2 separate regions of the Mus musculus genome follow, and region 2 is linked to region 1. The links are chromatin contacts, called in public Hi-C maps. All regions are on one chromosome and are shown on one strand. Each heading gives the region's core, a stretch centred on a gene start, on an enhancer-like site or on the middle of the called end of the contact. The rest is flanking DNA. Distances are from core to core; before and after follow the strand shown. Region 1 overlaps Auts2 (autism susceptibility candidate 2). Region 2 overlaps Auts2 (autism susceptibility candidate 2).

What was found. Hi-C and Micro-C count contacts between places; a contact is called where the count stands out from the background.
Region 2: a Hi-C map of forebrain shows a contact between it and region 1, with 5 times the contacts expected there. The contact joins two enhancer-like sites. A contact is called at or near these places in 10 of 484 Hi-C or Micro-C datasets (the G1E-ER4 cell line, the HPC-7 cell line, embryonic fibroblasts and 7 more) and 1 of 9 other capture datasets (embryonic trunk).

Annotation. Positions count from the first base shown.
Region 1 is chr5:132,132,745-132,139,513 of GRCm38.p6, reverse strand. All of the region lies in intron 2 of Auts2 (autism susceptibility candidate 2), which reads left to right. Among named protein-coding and RNA genes, the nearest start is that of 4930563F08Rik, 260 kb to the right of the region's middle. Within about 2 kb of position 3,408, at least 15 of the 459 cell types and tissues checked have an H3K27ac peak or open chromatin away from gene starts, as enhancers often do. A contact at or near this core is called in forebrain, where this site is marked.
Region 2 is chr5:132,226,998-132,233,766 of GRCm38.p6, reverse strand. All of the region lies in intron 2 of Auts2 (autism susceptibility candidate 2), which reads left to right. Among named protein-coding and RNA genes, the nearest start is that of Auts2, 310 kb to the left of the region's middle. RefSeq lists an enhancer at 3,407-4,615. Within about 2 kb of position 3,861, at least 76 of the 459 cell types and tissues checked have an H3K27ac peak or open chromatin away from gene starts, as enhancers often do. A contact at or near this core is called in forebrain, where this site is marked.

The DNA.
Region 1 (6,769 bases), core at 2,159-4,658:
GCAGGTCCTGGGTGGTAATTGAAGAATTATTTACTGAGTGTGGTCAACATGTAATATATGAAATTGCAGTGAAAATATAAGCATTGCTATTTCCTATTGCTTTTAAGGCTCTCTGAACATTTCCTGATATCACAGGGCAGCACACTGAACTTTTCCATAGTATTTAATCAAGAACTTGACCCAAATGAGGACGTGGGGTGTGTGCGTGTGCGCGTGTGTGTGTGTGTGCGTGTTCACACAAGGTCTTATGTATTCCTATCTGGCCTGAAACTCACTATTTAGTCTGGCAGTGACCTCGACCTTCTGATCCCTCTGCCTCCATCTCTTGAGTGTTAGAGTTGCCAGCATGCACAACCTTACCCCTGGTTTATGCCATCCTAGTTATTGAACCCATGGGTTCTCATATGCTACACAGGCACTTGGCCAGCTGAGGTACATCCTTAGCCCTTTTTTTCCCTTCCTTTTGTAGATAGCATATTTTCTCTGGGACCAGGTTGCTGAGGTATAGTGAGCCTCCTGCCTCAGTCTCATCTGTAGCTGGTACATGATTCTGTGGAACTAGAGAGTCCAGTCTTTGAGTAACTGAGTAACTGACCACCCACATGATATGGATCAAATCTTTCAGTAAAGTCAAGTTCACTAGCTGGACGTACCACGTGTTTGTTTTTAAGACATGGTCACATGTTGCCCAGGCTGGCCACAAGCTGACTTTATAGCTACTCTTCCAGTGCTGAGGTTACTGGTGGGAGGGGAGGATACCATATCTAGTCTATGCAGGGCTGAATCTTGAATCCAAAGCTTCTTGCATGCTAGACAGGTCCTCTACCAACTGTGCCAGCATCCCCTGCCCACATTACCCCTGCTTGTAAAGTATCTTCATGGACATACAGATTTTCATGTTTGATTTAATTAATATTGACTTAGCACACAAAGTTAACCAGCACAGTGTATATCTCGTCCTCACTGTGTCTGTGTCTCTCACACAAATGAGTTTATGAGACATAATTACTGTTAATGAACTTCAGGTACTAGGACAATGGTCTGTTGTAATAGGATATGCTTGCTTGTGGACATTAAATATTAAGTTCTATCAACAGCTCTGAGGATCAGACAATTATTTTTTAATTTCATGAATGAGGAAACTGAGGCTCAAAGAGCTCCTGGCTATTTAGGCGAGCTCCATCCCCAGCTGGTTGTGGTGGCATACAGTAGCATTGAAGGGGTGGGGTGCATGTTTCATGGACTTTTCAGTGGGGAAAACTGGCATATGTCCTTCCATTCCCAGATAGGTACTAATGACAGACCACAGTCCCAACTTGGTTAATCAATATGTTTACTGGGCTTACTGAGTCTGGGCAATCCCAAATCAACCTTATCATCCAAAGTGCCTCACTTCTATGTGGATGATGTCTCTCCCACAGATGCAATCCCCTTTCCAATTAACCTTCCATTCTCTATATTTTAGTAACTCTCAACCTTGAGGCCACATTAGCTGGGGTTTGACAGAAAGTAGAGTTACCTGGGAACAGGCATTTTCTTTATCAGATGGGCATTGGGTTTGTCTGTGGGACATTTCCTTGATAGATGAATAATGTGGGTGGATGGCATCATCCCTTGAGCAGGTGGTCGGTCTAGGGTTGTATAATAAAGCAAGCAAAGTAACTGAGCCAATGATTCAGTGCTTAAGAGCTCTTTTGCTCTTCATAGCACCATCTGTGTGGTGGCTCACAACTGACTGTGACTTATGTCCAGGGTGTTCCCCTGCCCTCTTCAGGCCTCTCAGGGCACCAGGCCTGCAGGTGGTACACAGACATAAGTGTAGACAAAACACCCATACACATAAAATAAACAACAATGAAGATACTATTACTACTACTACTACTACCCCCTGGAACTCGATGAAATCAAATAAAAAACCTTTTCCCCCTAGTTGTTTTTGGTATTTTATCATAACAATAGAAAACAAACTGGAAGAGACTGGAAGGGAGGTGTCAAAGGGAGTGGCTGGAATCTAAGGTAAGATTGTAGTGCCCCCCCCCCCCCCGATTTCTATGAAAGAACATTGGCATGTCTGATTTTTTTTTTTTTCCTGAGAGAAACAGATGGGAGGGAGAGAGGGAGGAAGGGAAAATATGTGCACAAGAGAGTGTACCGATACCTGTGGAGAGAGCAGGTACTCCCTTGAGGAATTGCAAGTGGGGTTCTGAGCTACTCTACCTGCAATTCAACTGGGATTCATACCTGGGTCCCCTTCAAGAGTAATATGTGCTTTGTGGTTAAGAGCACAGACTATAGATCCATTTCTCTCTGGCCCCAATAGGTCTCTTGATGTTTTCTAGCAGTTATTCACATCTGCTCTGATGATGGCAGAGTAGTGGCTCTTAGGCTTGGAGATCTGTGTCTTACTTCTGAGAGTAGGAGAATCAAGTTGAGGGTCATCCTTGTCTGCATAGTGAATTCAAAGCCAGCCTGAGCTATATGAATCCCTGTCACAAGAAGCTGGGAGAAAGAAATTTTGAAACCCTGACCTCTGGTCTTGTGTTGCATCCACCTGTTGCTCCAGTGTGTATCACTGGTCATTTCATAATTGGGTATGATACAGGGGTTCCACTTGGATCAAAAGAATAGTCAGTCTTGGCCCCCTTTCCCTGCTCTCTTTCCCTTTCTGTTTTCCTCCTCTTCTTATCTCTCCTCCCTTTCCTTTCTCCTTCCCCCTCTTCTTGTCCACTTCCTCCCACCCCCTCCTCTCTCTCCTTTCCTCACCCCTCCTCTTCCCTCAACTACTCACCCCTTCCTTCCCCCAGGAAGCTGAGCCAGCACTCTGTGTTTAGCATTTGATAAGTGAAATATAGGACGTATCAGCCTCTGCCAGGCCAAGAAAACAATGAGCAGGATAGGGCGTGTAGAGTGCCACCTCCCAGCACTCTGTCCCCTCTCTCTCACTGAAGGATTGCTTCCCTGTCAGCTGCCAGACCCTTAATGTGCTGGCTCAGCTTGCAGAGGATCAGTCACAGCTGACAGGCCCTGCAGCTGCAGGTGTGGTACACAGAGCTCTGGGTGGTACCTAGGACATCCTTTGTCTACTGCCAATTGCTTCTGCAAGGGAGCAGCCTCCTTAGAAAGTGGTGAGTACAGCTTCAGATGCAGCCACGGATTCCTAACACTTTCCTTTCTTTGGAGCCTCCATGTGTTGCCTTCCACATCCTTTGCCCGGTCTTAGTCACAGCCAGCAACCAGTGCTTTGACATTGGCACTGTGAAATAGAACTGGGCAGAGAGGCCCAGGGGCTGCTTGTGAGCCTCTGTGGGCTTGGCTCCTAACAGTATGGGATGCAGATTGGCCTTGCAGAAGGATGTTAAATAGTATACTCAGAGGAAGTGCTTGTGGATGCTTCCAATGCCTAATTGGAGATCTAGCTAGGCAATTTTCTTCAGCTTGGCATGGGACGTTCTGGCTGTTTGTAGATGGTGCTTGATTTATACCATGCCAACTTGGTTTTTGGCAGATCCTCTTTAGTGCGTTTATTCTAGAGTTGGAAGCACATCCTAGCTTCGTGAGTGTGTGGCTAGGAGGAGCTTTATAGCTAGGAGGTGATAGATGGCATTTTCAAGGAAGTAGGCATTAACACGGGGTCCTCTTTAATGTATGTTAATAGACATTCAGATGAGTTCTTTATTTTGGAATTAAGGGAGGAAAGAAACTACAGGAGACAGAGAGGGAGTTGTCTAGTTGAAGCTCTGTTAGATGCCAAGAACTTGGCTCTTTTAAACTTCTGCCATCGTCGTACTAGTTTTTATGGTAGTTTCATTATGATGCTGTGATAAAACACTCACTGACCAACAGCAGCTTAGGAGGGAAGCTTATTTGGTTTACACTTCCAGGTCACAGTGCATTAGCAAGAGAGGTCAGCGCAAGAACTCAAGGCAGGAACGTAGCGGCAGAGAGTGCAGAGGAATGTTGCTTCCTGACTTGCTCCTGGATTTGAGTTTAGTTAGCTTTCTTACATAGTCTAGGACCACCTGCCTAGGAAGGTGTCAGATAGAGTGAGCCCCTGCATCAGTTAGTAACCAAGGAGATCCCCTACAGCCACAGGTCTGATCAGCAGGCTCATCAAGGAGCCTTTCTTTCATAGGACAGTAGCTTTATTAGTTTGATATGACCAGTGAGAACAACTCATGTTTGTGGGTATGTCTGTTTCTTATATGTTGTTTTTTAGGGTTGTTTTTCCCCAAGATTGTCTTTTATTGTTTTCTTTTGGCTGGGTTATCCTTGTGGTTTAACTAGTGTTAGTATCTCTTACTGGTCATATATTTTAGCACCTTTCTTAGCACTCTTCTCTCACTTTTCATGTTTCTCAGGTCTTACTACCTCCTAGTCCTCAATCTGGTCCTGTGTTACTGGCTATCAAGTGTAGACGCTAGACTTCATTGTGCTCTGTCTACAGTTAACATGTGGTCACCTAAGAATGTGATAGCAATGCCTTTAACAACCTAAGATGCTGGGTAAAAACAGAAGGCGGGTGTTAAATTTGGATATCCAGTGTGGAGAGATTTTACAGATTTCCTTGTGTGAGAGAATGCATTCTTGATGAATCTGTTGTTGCTCCCTTGGGAGGTTAAGAAATAGTGTAGTGAATATAGAGAGTATATTGCCCTATAGTCGAAACAAGATGGTCATTAGTCAAATAACCAAGGCACTCTTAGCTGCTTCTTTACCTAATCCAGGCACTGTAAACCTCAAAGGTATATGGGAAATTATGTTCTTTCTCTTTTTTGCTGTTTTAAGTTAGAGCGTGTAAGACACACTCTAATTGCCTTCAGAGCTGTTTGCTTTTAATACTAAAATAGCTGTTTAGAGGTCATTGAAGCCTCCTGTAATGTGGAAGCAAGGCTGTCATGTTATCGGTCCCTTTGGGCTTGATCTAGATCTGTTGCTAGGTTTGTTCTTCTCCTCTTTCTTCAGAGCCCATCCTCCCATAGGGCTGGAGCACTCCCTCCTTCTCCATGATTCCTTTCCTCCTTCCCTTCTATCCCGGTCATCAACACAGCTTCATTTTCTTTCTCTTCCACCTTCATTTCTCTCCATCTTAGTTTTTTAAGTTCACTCTCTGCTTCAGTGTTTGCACATTCATTATATGAGCCTCTTAAACTTACTCATCTGTATCCTTATTGATCAACAGATTTCCTTAATGGTATCATAACTTATGTTTTTATTTGTGTATGTGTGTGTGTGTGTGTGTGTGTGTGTGTGTGTGTGTGTACACTTACATACCCCATGTGTGTCGATACTCAGGGAGACCAGAAGAGGATGACATATCCCTTGTGGTCTGGGAATATATCTCAGATCCTCTTCAAGAGCAGTGCAAGCCCTTAACCACTGAGCCACATTCCCAGTTCCTAAACTGCCCTTTTAATACATGTTCATACCGTTAAAATTTCAATCTGCCACTTCATTGTGGAAGAGTCTACTTCTCAGTTTACTTGAAATCCCTGTGCCTTCTTCAGGAACTTCTCCATAGCTATCATTGCTCTGGATGCACATGCTGATCTGTTTTGGCTGGCCTTGCTCTCTCCCCCCCTCTCTCTCCTTTGCTCTAGCTGTCCAGATGCTGGCATGTCTTGAGATCTTCAGTATCATGTCCCCTACTCTCTCCTGCCCTGTCCTCTGGCTAAATAGGATAATGCATATCTACCCTCTGTATAAGCTCCCGCTCTGTGTCTGTGCATAGTACCATATAGCTGTATGCTCAGACATAGAGGTGGATGTGCAGTCTAGAGGGGGCGGGGCTGTGCTGAATCTGCAGCCTCTTTTCATCTGTGTAATTTAGACATTTAAAGAGAAGGTCCTCCCATGTTTTATTTCCTCATCTTTCATCATTGTGAGTTTCCAAAGTGGGGAGACTGACTCCCTATATAGCCCCGGCTGGCTTTACTCTCTCTCCTCTGTTTCAGCTGTCCAGATGCTGACATGACAAGTCTGTTCCAGCATAGTATACTCAAGGAAAATTTGCCCTTTATATTTGTGAGTGCTTGTGATATGTTTGCAATATGATGCTGATCTGTTATGTCTTGAGTGTATACACTTGCAAAAATTGTTCTTATTTTAGGGTCACCTGCCATAACCTGCTGCCTGCTTTATAGATGTTCTCATGTCTCACTCTCTTTTTTTTCTGTGAATGAAGAGGTTGGTTTTTACTTAGATTTAGGCATTGTAGGAGCGCAGTGAACATTTTGGGGGTTAGCTCATATCCTAAAGACATCTCAGCTGAAGTACCATAGGAACCTCCATATATTTTTGTGAGTGTGTATTTTTAAAATGTCTAATTCTTAAAATTCAGTTTTGTACCTTAAAGATGAAAAGCAGGGTATTTTTTGGATAGTGCATACTTGGGTTCAAGCATTCTGTATTGGTGATGCATACAGAAAAGAAAACAAATATACATAAGGAGCTGAGTGGCTTACTCAGTGGATAAAATGCATTATGTGAAAGTAAGAGGACCTGAGTTCTCTACCTAGCAGCCACATACAAGCTATTCATGGCTGTGCGCCTGTGACTCCTGTGATGGGGAGACAACAGGGGTCTTGTTCGCTAGCTAATCTAGGTGAAATCAGCAAGCTCCAGGTTCACTGAGACTCTGATTCAAAAGAATGTGATTCACAGGAGATGTGCAAGGACACCAACCTCTGGCCACCATGCACATGTGCATGAGAGTATGTGAATGGACAAGGGCATACACATGTGTACATTCTCAAATGCACACATACTTTAA
Region 2 (6,769 bases), core at 2,612-5,111, 94 kb before region 1:
TGGGTACGCGTGTGTACATGAGTGTATATGTGCATGGGTGTAGGTGCCTTCAGAAGAAGATGAGGTTAGATACCCCAGAACTTTCATTACAAGCTGTTGTGAGCCACCCAATCGGGGTACTGGAATTGAACTGGAATCTATTAGAAGGGGTGCAAGAGCTCTTAACCACTTAGCCATCTCTCTAGTCTGTCTTTGACGTTTTTTTAAAGAGAGAATTCATCTTTATTTTACCTTCAATGGAATTCTAGTTCTGAGATATCAAACTATTTGTCATCTTGTATTTAAGTGTGTGTGTGTGTGTGTGTGTGTGTGTGTGTTAGTGTGTGTGTAAGTGATAGAGAGATGGAGAGTGTGTGTGTGTCCTTTTGGATAGTTCTTTGGCTTAGCCTCATGCTTACTGATCTCGTTTTCTCCTATGTGTGTTAAGTAGTTTTAGAGGTTAAAAACAGGTTGTGTTGTTTAAATAATAAACATCTTTGTCTTTTAAACATCCAAATGGATCTTATAGTAAATATTTTAATGTTCTTGTTTATGAATGATGTCTTTGTAACTTCTGGGTCATTTCTGTTATTTCATTCTGTTTTGAATATTACTTCATCCTGTTATTTTATTAATTGTTGGGAAATGTGTGCCACCACATAACCACACCCCCAGTCCATCACTGGGGGATCCTAGGCAAGTGTTTACTAAGCTACACACCATCTTCTATAAAGGCAGGATGGAGGTGTTCTAAGTGCATGTTCTATAGTGGACCCACATTCCTAGCCCTGCTTACGTATTTTAAAGAAAATCGTCTCTTTGGAAGGATGTGTTTCTCTAGGTTGAGCCTCATGTCTTTATGCTGTTTGAATTTGCACTTTTAACCTACTTTCATATTTTTTCTGTATTCTAAAATTTCTTCCAGATTCTCTGTTGTTGTTTTCCTTGTTCAAGATGTATCATGGGGTGACCAGTTCACATTTAGTTTTAGAGTGTTTGACAGTATATATTGTTCAGGCTTTGCCTAAAACCTTCACATTATACAAAATCTCACTTGTCTCTCCATTACAGTATAAACCACACTGATATCATCGTAGCTTGTTATTATGTGTCTTTGGTTTGTTAGGAAAGAGCTGTCAGAATAAGCTCTCTTTATCACTTGGAATTACAAGTTAACTGTTGTCTTGCCACTGATTAGAACAGCTGTCTTCTCCATTCTGCTGTGTCTGCTGTGGCATCTCACTGTCACAAGGTAGTGTTGGAGGTGACAGTCTCCTGAGACTCCTTTCATGACCTGTCACAACATCACAGACTGGGATCAGTCAGGGCTTTCTGTCTTTTGTATTGGCAATCTTACTTCTTAAAACATGTGGCTCTGCCTCTGACCCTGCCTTCTGCTCCTCTTTCTCTGCCTTCTGATCTGATGCTGTGTGTTATGGGGCAAGGTCAGGTCAGCTTCTAATATACTCTGATTAAAAATACTGCAGGGGCTGGAGAGATAGCTCTGTGGGTAATAGCAATTGCTCTTGTCAAGGTCCTGAATTGGGTTGCCAGCATCCATGTTGGGTAACTCAAAACCACTAGTAACTCTGTCCCCAGAAGATCTAACACCCTCTTCTGGCTGCCCCATCTACCTGCACTTGCGTGTGCACATGTACACACAAACACATATGAACATACACAAATAAAAATTTAAAATACTTTTAGAAATTCCTTCCTAAAATATACCTCAAAAGGAAGTCTTATGAGAAGACCTACTAATTTGAGAGCTTTATTTTATTTTTTATTTTTATTGAAAAAAAAAAACCTTCATTTTGGAGTTGATGTCTGCGGTATTCCTGTGTTCATATTTTTCACTAGCCTTGGATTCTCCCAGTCCTCCAAACACTGCTGACTTGCTTTCTTTCGCATTGCATGGTTCTGGCTCCCTCTGCAGCCTCAAATGGAAAAGTGCGGGGCTGTCCTTTGTTACTGAAAAAACCCAGCTAGCTGAGCTGCCTGCTTGTTTGAAGGAGCATTTGCAGCTGGTGTGCAAGTGTAGACGGGAAGCGCAGATTAAGGAACGCCTTACTTTTGTTTTGGCAAGGCTTATTGGAGACTAAAGTTGTATCTAGGGAGGATTCAGGTAGAGGAAAAATGGTGAGGATGGGCTGAAGAGAGGCTGAAGAGGTAAAAGGTGACATTTGCTAAGGAGGAAGTTTCAGGAGCAGTGTTGCAGTGTAGTTGTATGAAGACACTGAGCAGTGACACCTGAAAGGTCCCAGGCTGAAGCCTCCTGGGTCACTGGTCAAGGATTACAGCTTGACTGTGTGATTTAACACTTTGTGTGCCTTGCGAGTGGCTTCTCCGTCAACCATGTAGCAGGGGCTTGGGTTGCCCGCTGTACAGACTGCAGTCTCTTGTGCTTCAGAGTGAGGGAATTAGAATTAGAAAATGTAAGTCGAGCCTTCCTAGGCTGTGATAATGGCTTCAGATTATTGCTTTTCAGTGTTCTCTTGAGATGTTTTATTTCCCCCGTAAGTCCCCGAATCTACAGTGTCCATTAAAGGAAAATTATACCAAATTCTAAAATGTAAGTTTTTAAAGCAGCGGTCACCTTGTTTGACTTGTGCTTATTTTTGGATGAGCATAGGAACTTTGGACAGAGTGGGAATATTTGAGCATGGCGCTAGGGGTGCTGTTAGTGTTAACAGGCTGTGTACTCACCAAGTGAACATAGGTTTCCAAGTTCCTTTGGGTTATTTATGCATTTTGGTTCAGTCTAAAGGTTATTTAAAATTTTTGTACTTTAAATGCAAAATTTTATATAGTAGTACTTCTCTAGAATATTATGCATAGTTGTTGACGTAATGGCTTGGGTAGGCACAGATAGCTGGTATGTGAAGAATAAATTACCACATCAAAGCCTGTGTGCTTTAGAGGGAGGAGTGAGTACATTGGTAGGTATAGAAGATTACCTTTATTACACGGAAAATTTCAGTGTTTATATAAACTTTTGTGGGTTTAGCATATTTGTAGACATAAAGTGAGCCTTGGAGCCTTCAAACATGACCTTTTCATTTAGTAGCTGAGTGTCTTTGGCTTGGTTTTTCTTTTTCTTTTAATTCTTTTCCTGGATTTTTGAATCACCTGAATTAATACCTTGCCTTTATTGTCTTTATGTATTCACGTAAACTGAAAACCCCAAACTGAGTGGGTTGTTGTTATTGTTTGTTTGTTTTAAGTTTTTAAGTATGTTTTGTTTTGTTTTGTTTTAAAGTTTTGTTGTGTATGCTTAGCTGGCCTGCCACTCCCATCTACAATGCTGTTAACTCTCCACAGTCCTGCGTTAGCCTTTGGAATTGGTGCTGGAGACATGAGCATGAGCCCACTCCAGGCTTCAGGTTTCTGTTTGGTCACCAAAGCTTTTCTGTGTCTAGAAGACGAAGGTGAATTACTGTTTCTGTCCTGAAGTGAACCTCACACAGCCTTGTTGATGTTAGTGGGAATGCTAATATCTTTTCTAAAGTTCTTCTGGAGTGTTCCTCTGGCTCTATACTAAAAGGACTGTAATCTTTAGAAATTGAGTTCCTGCAGGGAGGCTGACAGCTCAGCAGATGGTGGGAGATTTTAGGGTGTTGTGTTTGTTATCGCTCATGTAGAGCCGACACAGACTCCAAACCCGAGTCTGTATTTCTCTTGGAGCAGACATTAACCTCTTTTTCCAGGCCGAGACAGTGAAGTGTATCAGTTTTGGTAGCCTGGGTTATAAGAAACCTAAATTAGTTTGAAGTGGAATTATCCTGTTGAAAGGGCAGTTGAAAGCCCTTGACACTGGACAGAGGATTGTCTAGTGTCTAATCTTGGCTCAGAACGCAGCAGACATAATGAGAGTCATTATGAACTGGTGATCTCTCACCCCTCCCCTCAGCAGACCGCATTAGACTTGCAAAAACAGAGAGCACTGTGTGTGCTTGGCCCTGTGCCTGCCCTGTGCCAGAGGAAGAAAGTCTACCTTGTTTGTGCTCCAACCAGATACCGATGTATCCTGTTACTGCTAGGCTGGGTTCTGAGTTCCTCTGTTCAAGCTCGTCTTGACAGATGCTGTCATGGCTGACCCTTAGCAAGACAAATGCAGCCACTTTGCAGGAGTTGGCTTCTACCCAGCTGTGCTTGCCAGTGTCCTGAAAGGACGTTCCTGTGTATTTACCTGTGGTCTATTACCCTCCATCACGATCTGAGCTACCTTCAGAATCTTGGCTGTATCTGAAAGCAATGTGTAGTTGTTTGTTCAAATAAATGCAGTCCCTGAACTTGACTTCCTGATCTTTCAATAACAGCTGTTGCTTAAATACATCCTGAGAATCTCCGGGAAGGTCTCCTGCTACAGAATCAGAACTTTGATAGCTGTGTATCATGGACTCTGGAAGCACCACAAAAAGAGACTCTCCACAGATGAATGTTGGGGGGTTTGCTCTGAATGTTAATCTTTGCCTAGGAGGAATGACAGTTTTGTTGTGTTGCAGCGGGTTGGGATGAAAGAAGACAAGTGGCTGGAAATGAGTGGGGTGAACTATGGTGAGAGCTTGCTTCTGAAGGGTGCTGGCAAAGAGGCTTCATTATGGTATTGAAAAACAGATGGGGGCTTCTTGAAGTCTGTGTAAGAGTGAGTGAGTATGGGTCTCCCTCTCCCTCTCCCTCTCCCTCTTCCTCTCCCTCTCCCTCCCCCCTCCCCTCCCCCTCCCTCTCCCCTCCCCTCCCCCCTCTCCCTCCCCCTGCCCCTCCCCCTCTCCCTCCCCCTCTCTCTGTGTGCTATGTGTGTTTAAAAATCATTCTGGCAGTTGTCTGGGGAAGGAATGGACACACACACACAAACACACACACATGCACACACACAGAGAGGTAGGGAGGGAGGGAGAGAGAGGGGGGGTGAGTGGTGCATTATTTTTTTCCTATCAAGCTCTTAGTAAGAGGCTGGTTTAGTAGAGAAAATAAAGTGGATAGGAAAAGATTTAGATATGTGGGTGTCTGTCAATAGAATTTAGCCAACACTTGTAAATTTAAAAGGTGCAAGAAGAAATAAATCAAAGTTAAGGAAAATGGGTATGTAGTTTTCATCTGAGATACAAGAAAGTACCTGTTGAAGAAGCACACATGGCTTTGTAGCTACATCATGACTCCATCAGTCTGGTGAACACGAGTTTAGAGTATCTTGCACTTGAGGTGTGAGTCAGTTGGTAAGGGCAAGTTTACATACATGAAATCTAACTTTGACTTTTAAGACATTGTACACTGTGTATGGGGATGTAAAGTGGTATTCCTAACACTTGGAATACGGAGGTTAGAAGTTCAAGGCTGTTTTTAGTTGTGTAATACATTCCAGGCCACCCTGTGCTACCTTGATGTACTTAGTAGAATACCACAATATAATGTAGATATTGATGAATATATTCAAGTATAGTTATTTTAACCCAGAGTTCAGACTTGAGATGTAGGTTTGTAGGATAATAATTTTATTCTCAATAACCTTAGTTCTATTTCATCATTAAAGTTATGAAATTATCATTTGTTTTTGCTAGCCTGTATCAATGTTGATACAGACAAGGCTCATATTAGAGATCAGATACTGTTTATTGAGAATGCATTGATTGTGTGTAGCTCAAACATCCATTTCCCTATCTGAGTTCATGCCATGTGAATTGTGGGGCAATTGGTTCTGTATATTCACCATTGTTGAAGCAGCCCACAGGACTACAGGTTAGACATTGTTGTCCTGTCCTTGTTCAGAGCCTTTTGGAAAGATCTTGACGTGGATGTCTCCTTTCATGCAGTGCTGAAGTCTTTAGTGCATATTTCTTAAGTGGAATCAACAGCTTAAACTTTATAGAAAGAAGCTACCATAGCTCGCTGTCTAAAACCTTGCATCTGTACTTTCAACTTCGGCACACTGTGGGTAGCCAGCCTGCTTTTCCTGTCTGATGTGCTGTATCTCTTATATTTATACTTCATCAGTACCCAGAGGTCTTTAATTTTTTTATCTGTTTGTAAATTTGTTTACCTATGGCATTTCTGGTCAGTTCATTACAAAATAAAATGTATCTGTATTAGAGAAGTAATTCAGTAATTAAAGAGATTTCTGCCCTGAAGAACCCGCACTTACTTCCCAATACCTACATCAGACAGATTACAGCCTACAGTTGCAGCTCTACCCCAGTTCATGCTCCCGTCTTGACTCTGTAGGCATTGTGCTCATGGCATATATCCACACAAAATCGACAGCTTTATCACAGTCTTTTCATTTTTTCCTGTGTATGTGTGTGCGCGAGTGCACACACATGCATGCCTATGAGTGTGTGTGAGCGTGTGGTATGCATGTGTGTTGGTGGGGTAGGTTCACACATGTCAAAGAACATGTACAGGGATCCGAGTATAACCTGGGGAAATCAGTTGTCAAAGAACAATTTGCTGGAGTCGACTCTCTCCTCCTAGCATGTGGATCTCAGCAATGGAACTCCGGCCATCAGGCTTGGTAGGAGGCATATATACTTGCTGAGCCTTGCTGTTCAGTATCACTTTAAATGACACCACAGTTCCTGCAATCTCATAGCTTGAAGATGTTCATGGACTCAATTAGATTGGGTCCTGGAAGGTATGTGGTGAAAGAGAAAAGGAAGCTCATTACTTATCAAGCTTCTTGCTCCTGAACACAATTTCAAGCTTTCTTTACCAAATAACAATGCTTTCTACCTGCAGATGTGTTTTCACTCTCAAGAGAGAAATTTGGGGCCATCTGCCAGCATTTGAGAAACTC